Linked DNA regions of Sus scrofa: all the other regions are linked to region 3. The links are chromatin contacts, called in public targeted proximity ligation maps. All regions are on one chromosome and are shown on one strand. The core of a region is the stretch at or near the end of the contact, and the rest is flanking DNA. Distances in the headings are between cores, read along the strand shown. Region 1 overlaps LOC102166619 (a long non-coding RNA gene). Region 2 overlaps LOC110260700 (a long non-coding RNA gene). Region 3 has its middle 31 kb from the start of DYRK2.

Evidence for each region.
Region 1: a targeted proximity ligation map of skeletal muscle shows a contact between it and region 3. A contact is called at or near these places in 1 of 47 Hi-C or Micro-C datasets (embryonic fibroblasts) and 1 of 2 datasets of targeted methods (skeletal muscle).
Region 2: a contact with region 3 is called in a targeted proximity ligation map of skeletal muscle. A contact is called at or near these places in 1 of 47 Hi-C or Micro-C datasets (heart right ventricle) and 1 of 2 datasets of targeted methods (skeletal muscle).

Annotation. Positions count from the first base shown.
Region 1 is chr5:32,262,508-32,265,207 of Sscrofa11.1, reverse strand. All of the region lies in intron 2 of LOC102166619 (a long non-coding RNA gene), which reads left to right. Among named protein-coding and RNA genes, the nearest start is that of DYRK2, 220 kb to the right of the region's middle.
Region 2 is chr5:32,223,914-32,226,613 of Sscrofa11.1, reverse strand. LOC110260700 (a long non-coding RNA gene) reads right to left here. Exons shown (of 2, transcript XR_002344010.1): 1 at 901-2,700; 2 at 1-764. Among named protein-coding and RNA genes, the nearest start is that of DYRK2, 180 kb to the right of the region's middle.
Region 3 is chr5:32,077,141-32,079,937 of Sscrofa11.1, reverse strand. No RefSeq gene overlaps it. Among named protein-coding and RNA genes, the nearest start is that of DYRK2, 31 kb to the right of the region's middle.

The DNA.
Region 1 (2,700 bases), core at 23-2,522, 190 kb before region 3:
AGAGTCATGCATTAGAGAGACCCTCCTGGTGATGGCAGAGAGGAGAGGCAGGGAACCTAGGCAAGAGACCACCTAGCTACCCAGTTATATGTTTCTTTCTCAGAGATTTTGAGTGTTGATAAGTCTTGCCTGGTCTATGGATTTTTAGAAGAATTTTGAACTTAAAAGTCAAATAAATTAGAGACATACTAAATAAGTTAAACATGATTCTTTATGGTAGGTGTGACAGGTGTTTTCAGCACTATAGAATTTTATAAGAGAGGGCTGAAAATAAAGTGGTCCTCAAACTTTGAAAATGTGCCCTTTCATCATAAAATGTCTAGTATTCATGGCTGCTAATGTTTAGGGAATGCAGTTCAGGAAATGTGATCCATTGCCTGTTAGATTTAAAGGCACCTGTCCAGCCCTGTTGAAAACTTGAACCTGAGATGATGTCCAATATAAATAGTCTGCAAAGCATTTCACAGAAGGATGTTTGACTCAGACGCAAGGACTCAATAAACTGTACACACACCTTATTCTACAAACTACAACAAAAAGTTTCAGACACACTGAATACCATTTAGTATCAATTTTCCTCCATACATAGTTAAGCTTTCAGATCTGTTGCATGGTGTGAATTAATAGGACAGGGATGGAAAAAGATACAAGGAACTATCATGATTCTACTTGGGAAGATCTTTGGGAGGAAAGTCCTTACAGGACCATAAATGGCAGGACTAATTCTCATAGCAAAAGATTAAGTTACATGGTGGACTCCTTGCTCAGGGAGTTCCTGACAATCTGAGAGGCAAAATGAATGGAGGCAGAATAGAGCATGTAAAGTCAGAATCCTGTGACTTTGGCCTTCAGAGTGTTTGATCTGGCAGGAGTTATTTTCCATGAGTAACTGATTCCTGTATAGCACTTACAGGATCAAATGGCAGTATAAATTGGATCAACAGTTAACCTCCTAATTCTCTTCCATGACCAATGTAAGGAAAAGTAACTCTGTTTAAACTCTTCATAGAAAAATTCTTTGGGTGGAATCCCCAGGGAAAAAAATCTTAAATCCCAAGTCCATGCCAAATATCCCTACAATTTTCTCAACAGTACAGCTAATCCTCTGTGCTGGCCAAAGCCAGTTTCCTTTCATTATTTTGGTCCATATTGGCAAAGGAGTTCTTAAGTGCAAAGGAAACACGCTGAAGTGTCACGCCATGCTTGACACTCTGACTGTGGTGACAGGCTTTCTCCAGCTGTCAGTTTCAGGAGCATTTCATTTCATTGACGCTACACAGCTCCGTGATGAGAAGTGGCAGCCAAGCCCTTTTATCCTTTGTAATGTCTTCATTGGTAACAGCAGTAATGAATTATCTTGGAGAAAATTATCATACAGAATAAATGGTAAACATTATAAGCTAAGGTCTTTATGTGAATATCCTCTATTATTTCCTACAGTTGGACTTGAATTCTTGAGTAGTAGGAGTTTTGAGTGCTGGAAAGGTAAGGAGAAGCTTCAGTTTCTTTTCTGCCTGTTGATCACATAAGACATCCTCATCTTCAGGCACAGCTTCCTCATTCTTTTCTATGTGTTGGGTCATTACCCGCCTAACAATCCAAAAAGCAAGTACAAATTGTGTCTCCAAATCTATACAATGAGAAGGTGACTTCTTTTTTAGGCCATGGAGAAATTCTCAAGATAAAAAGTCTCTCTCAGAAACTATGATAATATGCATAGTGAAAACTTTAGGGTTTCTTGATCAACTCTTAGTTTGAGGAACATGGTTTATGTACAGTTAGTTAGAGCTTTAATAAGGTTTCTAGAGCTTTTAATAAGATGATGCTTCAAGGGGGAAAGAAAACATACTTTCCTAAGTTTATTTCATCCCAGGAACCTTTCTTATGGGCCCAAATAGTTCCATGAAACATTGATTTTTGGAAAAGCCTATAGGAGTCAGTTAATTATCAGCTTTTATGTCTAAGGAGCACATATGTAGCAAAAACTAAAAGGTTTAAGGACATGTCCAGTAACCTGACAATCTGACCTAAGTCCACACTCTTAGTGAGGAGGTAGCTCTGACAGTGTTTTGGCAGAGAAATAATCTCAGCCTTGGGACTGTTATGAATATAGCAGTAAAGACTGCTCTGTCTCAGAGATAGGCTGCAGAATTTGGTCAGTTCCCACCTCTCTGGTTGGAATTCTCCCTTCTCTCCTGTGTTAACAGAGGAAATGCAAGTGTACAAGAGTGACATTAATACCAGGATAGAACTCACAATCATCTCTAAAAGGTGAGATGGTGATGCAGAAAGCTTATACTTTACTGTTTGTAAGACATCTTAAATTTTTGGTCATGCTTCAGAATGGCCCTGTTCGCGATAATTAGTGGCCCAAAGGATCCTAGAATGGATTTGTAGAATTCCAGTGAGCTTTTGCTGTCAGTGTGTGTGTGTGTGTGTGTGTGTGTGTGTGTGTGTGTGTGTGTGTTGATGTTTATGTTCAGTCCACACACTCATGCAAAAGTGCTGGATTGGAGGCCAGGAGGAGAACCCAGAGAGGGGGAAGTAGACCCCACTCCTCCAAAGTCTTCAAAGCTAGTGAGCATCTCAGAAATGATAATTCTTTTGAAGTTCCTACATCACATTTTATGGGTTGTTGGTTTTCAGATTATAGATTGTGGACACTAGGATCTGATCTTGTGAATTTTTGCCCTATGCTGT
Region 2 (2,700 bases), core at 119-2,618, 150 kb before region 3:
GGATTATAGTTACGAAGTCAGCTGCATTTTAATTTGGGAGAAGGAGAATGCTTGTTAGAGCCCAAAGATACATGAAGGAGAATCTTCTGTGTTTCACTTGTGTAAAGAATGGTGCAAGTGGCCCCTTCTCTGGGACCTGCTCTCAGTGGTCCACCTAGTGAATCTCCCTGCAGCATGAGTGGATTTTAGTTTAAGGATCATAAAGTCGTTTATATCATGAGTATTTTTTAGAAATCTTACAAAACACACTGAGGACTTGGCCTTCTCTGCTGATGTCTCAAACCCTGGAGGAAATCATACAACGTGCTGGCTGAAGCCTCTGCACACTTGGTCTTTGAATCTCAGCTGTTCCATCCCTGTGCAAGTCCTGGTTGGGTTTCTTCTCCGTTGCCTCCCAATACTGATTTCAGATCTTCAGGCGATGCACTCACGTTGGACCCTTCTGAAGCCATGGGTAATCAACAGTCAAACCCATTCCACCTGTGACCTGCCTTTACTCATCAAGGTCCTTTTAATTGTTGCTACAAAACACTGGCCCCCAAGCTGCATGGAACCTAAACAAGATGTTTGCCCCAGTTGTTGTTCAAGAACTTGGGGGTAGCTGTGTCTAGTTCCAACTAAGCTGGTTAAGACCAGATAGGACCACTGAGCCTCCAATTGGGCATGTGCAGGGGTGGCTTGGTGACCTTTTGCCGAAAACTCCACGCAAATCATGCTGAGCGCCTCCCTGTTCCAACAGGCAGAGGCATGTAGCTTAGTTGCACCTGCACAGAACCACGATTACCAATTACCACACCTTTTTCCAATCACCTTTCCCCACGCCCCCACGCCCGCCTTGCCTCGGACCGCCCTGCTGCCTTATCCTTATCCCATAAATACCCTGCCCACCCGCCCCCTCACCTCTGGGAGATAGGACGCAAGACCTTCTCCCGTCTCGTCTCCTCGCTGGGCTGTCTTGGGAGCCAGCCCTCTCTGCCGCAAGCCTTGGCGTTCCTGTGTTTGACTTGCTGGCCCTCAGCAGAACAAATCTCCAACCTCACAGAGAGGTTGGGGGAATTTGGGGGGGACATTTATCTCCTTCAACACCCAGCCCCAACATACAAAGGCCTGGGCTCCCATCCTCACCTCCTTCCAGCCTCGGTGGAAGTGGTAACTCCTCTCTACTCCTGTCGCATCCCAGCCTGCCTTCTTCAGACTGGGGGTCTTCTCTCTGTTAATCATACTTCTGTCGGTTCCCACCTCTCAGTCTAAAACCCGAATTTGTCTACTCTTGCCTCTCTTAAATTTTCACCTCATGAAGAAATGAAGACTTAAGCTTACTCTAGACTTTTTCAACTTTCATGCACTCCTATGACTCCACTGTGCTCAACCTTCCTGAGAACCTCTGACAAAGACTATCACCAGGTTATTTCAAAGTGAAAAGGGTTGGGGGTAGAGGGGTCTCCCCTTTTCTTGGTCTTGTGAAGCCCACCGAGATCAGTGTGGACACAGAACACTCTCTCTCTCTCTGAATCTGCTAAATGTGAAGAGGCAGGTCTGGGTTTGAATACCCCCTCTGACTTCTCTGGTTATCTTTGGGAAAATATTTTTAGCCACAAGTTTTTACAGCTCTGTCTTTAAATAGCTGCCAAGGATTGAAGATTTACAATTGGGTAGGGGCGGGGCTGGTTCTTCCTAAGCATTAGCAACTCTATTTCCAAGTTAATCAAGGAAGTGGAGGCAGAAAGGTTAAGCAATTTGTTCCTCTAGTCACTCAATAAGTGGTGACACTTAAGCCTGTTTCTATCTCCAAGCCTCTGTCAACTCAGTAGGTAAAACAAATTTCTGTACCAGGAAGATCTTTTCTCATGAATATCTCAAACCATAAGCATTACTTTTCTGCGACTCCCTAGCATAGTTAACAGGCCAAATTCCCGTCTTGAGAAACCTAAGAGACCATCTAGGTTCCTTTCTCCTTTCTGTACCTTCCAAATTTCAGCTCTGCTGGCCCTTTGTACAGCTCAGGTCCTACTCACGCCTCTCTCCTCTCGTACCAGTTTCCCCACTGCTGCATTTGCCTTGGGTCTTGCTTTGTTCTAGCTGATCCCTTGGACTACTTCCAAAAGCATTTTTAAAAATACAGATAGAGTCCTGCCCCTACTAACTCTGCAAACAAGACACACAGAGGTTAGTCACCTGCCCAAGTCCTAAGATGCAAGAATCTGAATCTTTAGTTCTAGGGAAGGGTGAATCAAAAACCTGCACTCTTAACCATTTACCAGCCTTGCCTCTCAGAGTGAAAGGGTCACCGCACTACCTGTGCCCTCCACCAAGGATGTCCTCAGACCTTCCACCGGGATCTTTTGCCTGCCGATTTTTGACTCGCCGTCAGTTATACTCCAACCACAAAACAACACAGCAAATCCACCAATATCTACTGAGCTTTTTCTTATTCAAGCGTCTGTTCACCCAGGGGTGCTTGTGCCAGAGTCAATGTAATAGATTTCCTGCAAACACTAGTTTGTCAAATCAGGATACTTGAGTGGGGGGAGCGGGAAATGGTGAAAACTGAGATAACTTACTGTGAAGGCATCCTAGATCACTTATTTTAAAGTAAAAAGAGGAAACATGTCAGTTCACCTTGAAACTGTTTTATAAAACCTATCGCTTCCTGGCACAGATCTTATTTCCTGGTATTGGAGGGTTCCCAGTGTGAACCAG
Region 3 (2,797 bases), core at 173-2,672:
CATATACACAGGAGCAGCCCTAAAAAAAAAAAAAAAAAAAAAAAAAGAAAGAAAAAAACTTTAAAAAATAAATCTTTGCTATTAGAAGTAGAAAATAAATCTAAAGTTTGGAGAGGGTTAAGATGGCACAATATCATAATGACCTAATATGCCTTTGCCTTGTCACAAGATCACCCAATTTCTTAAACACTTTGCAGTAGAAGAAATCCGTGTTCTACCAAAAGAATCTTCACAGGGCCTCTGACTTCTGGTTCTAATTTGGACTGAAGGGTTTCTAGGCCTGCTTCAAAGTTCTCATTCTGGAATTACTTTTCATACAATCCTGGGTTAGAGCCACTGCTCCTTAGAGCCTAGGACTTCCTCTCACTTGGATTCTCTTTGTTTTGCTTGAGTAATTCCTTCAGAACTAGTCTGGGTGGTAAAGGGTCTGTGCTCTTGATTGAGAGTTTGGCTAGGTGGAGAATTTTAGGTTCAAAAACTTTTCCTTCAGCATTTTGCAGAATGCTTTTTGTCTTCTGCTTTGTTTTTTCTCTATCATCTCATTTCTTTTTGAGTGACCTCTTCTTATAGCTTGTAGAATTTCCCCTCTATTCCCAGGGTCTAAAATATCACAAGGATATGTCTTGGGGCGCGTTTGTTCATTCATCTTCTTCTGCACTCTCTAGGCCCTGACATCCTAAAATGCTATTTCTCTCTTTTAGAAATTCTCTTTTGTTCTCCTCTGTTTTGTGTGTTTTCTCTTCTAAACATCCATTTGGATGTTAGAACTTTTGGATGGTTCTCGAATCTCTTCGTTTTTCTCCCACATTTCCGTCCCTTTAACCTTTTGTTCTATGCTCAGAGATATTTCCTTCATTCTTTCTCTCATTGAACTTTTCACATTGACAATTAATTTTGTCATTTTAAGAAGACTTTCTGGGTTGGATGGTTCTTTTCCTTAGCAGCCTGCAGACTGTTTTTGCTTTACGTTTTTTTTTTTTTTTTTTTTTTTTTTTAATTTTCTTCTTCAAGGAAACAAAATAGAATTACTTTAAAGATAGATATCTTCTATTTCCTGGATTATCTATTTCCTCCAGGGTCAGTTTATTTCCACCTGCCTTTCTCAGATTTTTATGACATTGGCTGTCAATTCACAGTGAAAACCCAAGGCAGACCAGTTTCTTTAATACAGATATCTAGCTCTCCTTGGCTCTGTTGGTCTGGCCTTCTATCCAGGTGGGTGGGCCTTTTGGCTGGCAGACTTTGCTTTGACTTTGAGGGGAAAGAGGGAAAGTAGGATGCCCTCCCTGCCTCTCCCACCTTGCAGCCAGAGTGAGGAGAATCCCACTGAGCGAGGGCAGCACCCCTCCTAGGGCTGCATCCCATGCAGATGCTTGCAATTGCTTTAAAGATTAATCCTCTGGTTTCAGCCTAAGCATGTGACACAGGGAAGGGGAATGTGGGCTATGACTCACAGTTATTCCGCAGTTGATTTCTGTCCAACTTTCCTCTCCTACTCCAAGTTTTGAGCCTCTCTGTGAGTCTGCTGCCAGGAAAAAAATAGCTCCGGTCCCTTCTGCAGCCTTCTCCTGTGAATACAATTGAAACTGTTAATACAATTCCAAGAGCTTTTTACTTTGAAAAAAAATGTGTCTATGTCTCTAGTTCCCAGATGCCCCTTCTCCTGCACCGAGGACCGCCTTTGATTTATTGTTCTCTCTTCCTCTTTATTGACATTTCTATGGGATTTGGAAGCGGAAAAGAGATGTATGCATGTGCTCTGGCTGCCATCTTGAGAAAGAATTCCCATTGCATCTCTGGACATCTTTGTGACCTCTTCCTAATTTTTAGGCAAAAGCCTCCTTATAACTTCCACTTGTGGGCCAGCCATTGGATCACACAAACAAGGCTTAGTTTCTCTTCTCCTTATCAGCTCTCCAGATATTTGAAACTAGTTTTATATCCTCCTAACCTCTCCAGGTCAAATATTTCTAGTTCTACTAATTAGGCCTCTTTGAATTTTCAGTTTTCTCATCATTCTGATCATTTTCTCCTGAACTTCCTCCATGTGTCTAAAAGAAATCAGTGCAATGCCTAGGGTAGTAAAGCTGGAAGCTCCTTCATAGTAATCCAGTCCTTCCTACCATACACGTCCACATTGTCCAGCTACTTCCCTGCCCCAGACACATACCACCAGCATCTGCTGGAAATACTCTATATAATGGTAACATATTGAAAAGTCGTAAAATTATGGGAAGATAGCAGAAGGAATTTCCACCCAGGAATTGCAGACTCTCTAGTACAACTTCTAACTTGCACACAATTATTCTATCACTTAAATAAAGGTCATTTAAAACTTTTAGTTTTAGTCATTCTGTAAAGAATACTACTATGCGCTGAGGAGGATATTTAGGATAAATTGTTCCTAAATTGATTGAATCATGCGACTGAAGTCATGGCACATTTTCTTTTTCAAATACTTGAAATGCAATTTCAAATCCAATACATTTCTCATTGGCAAAAATGAATCCTTTTCTAAGAGCTTCAGACTGTTGCTAAAATTACTACTAATTAAATGTATAGGGAGTTCCCATTGTTGCTCAGTGGTAGCCAACCTGACTAGTATCCATGAGGACACAGGTTGAATCCCTGGCCCTGCTCAGTGGATTAAAGATCTGGAGTTGCTATCCGGTGTAAGTGGCAGATGTAGCTCAGATTAGCATTGCTGTGGCTGTGGCATAGGCTGGCAGCTACAGCTCCAATTCGATACCTAGCTTGGAAACTTCTATATGTTATGGGTGAGGCCCTAAAAAGACAA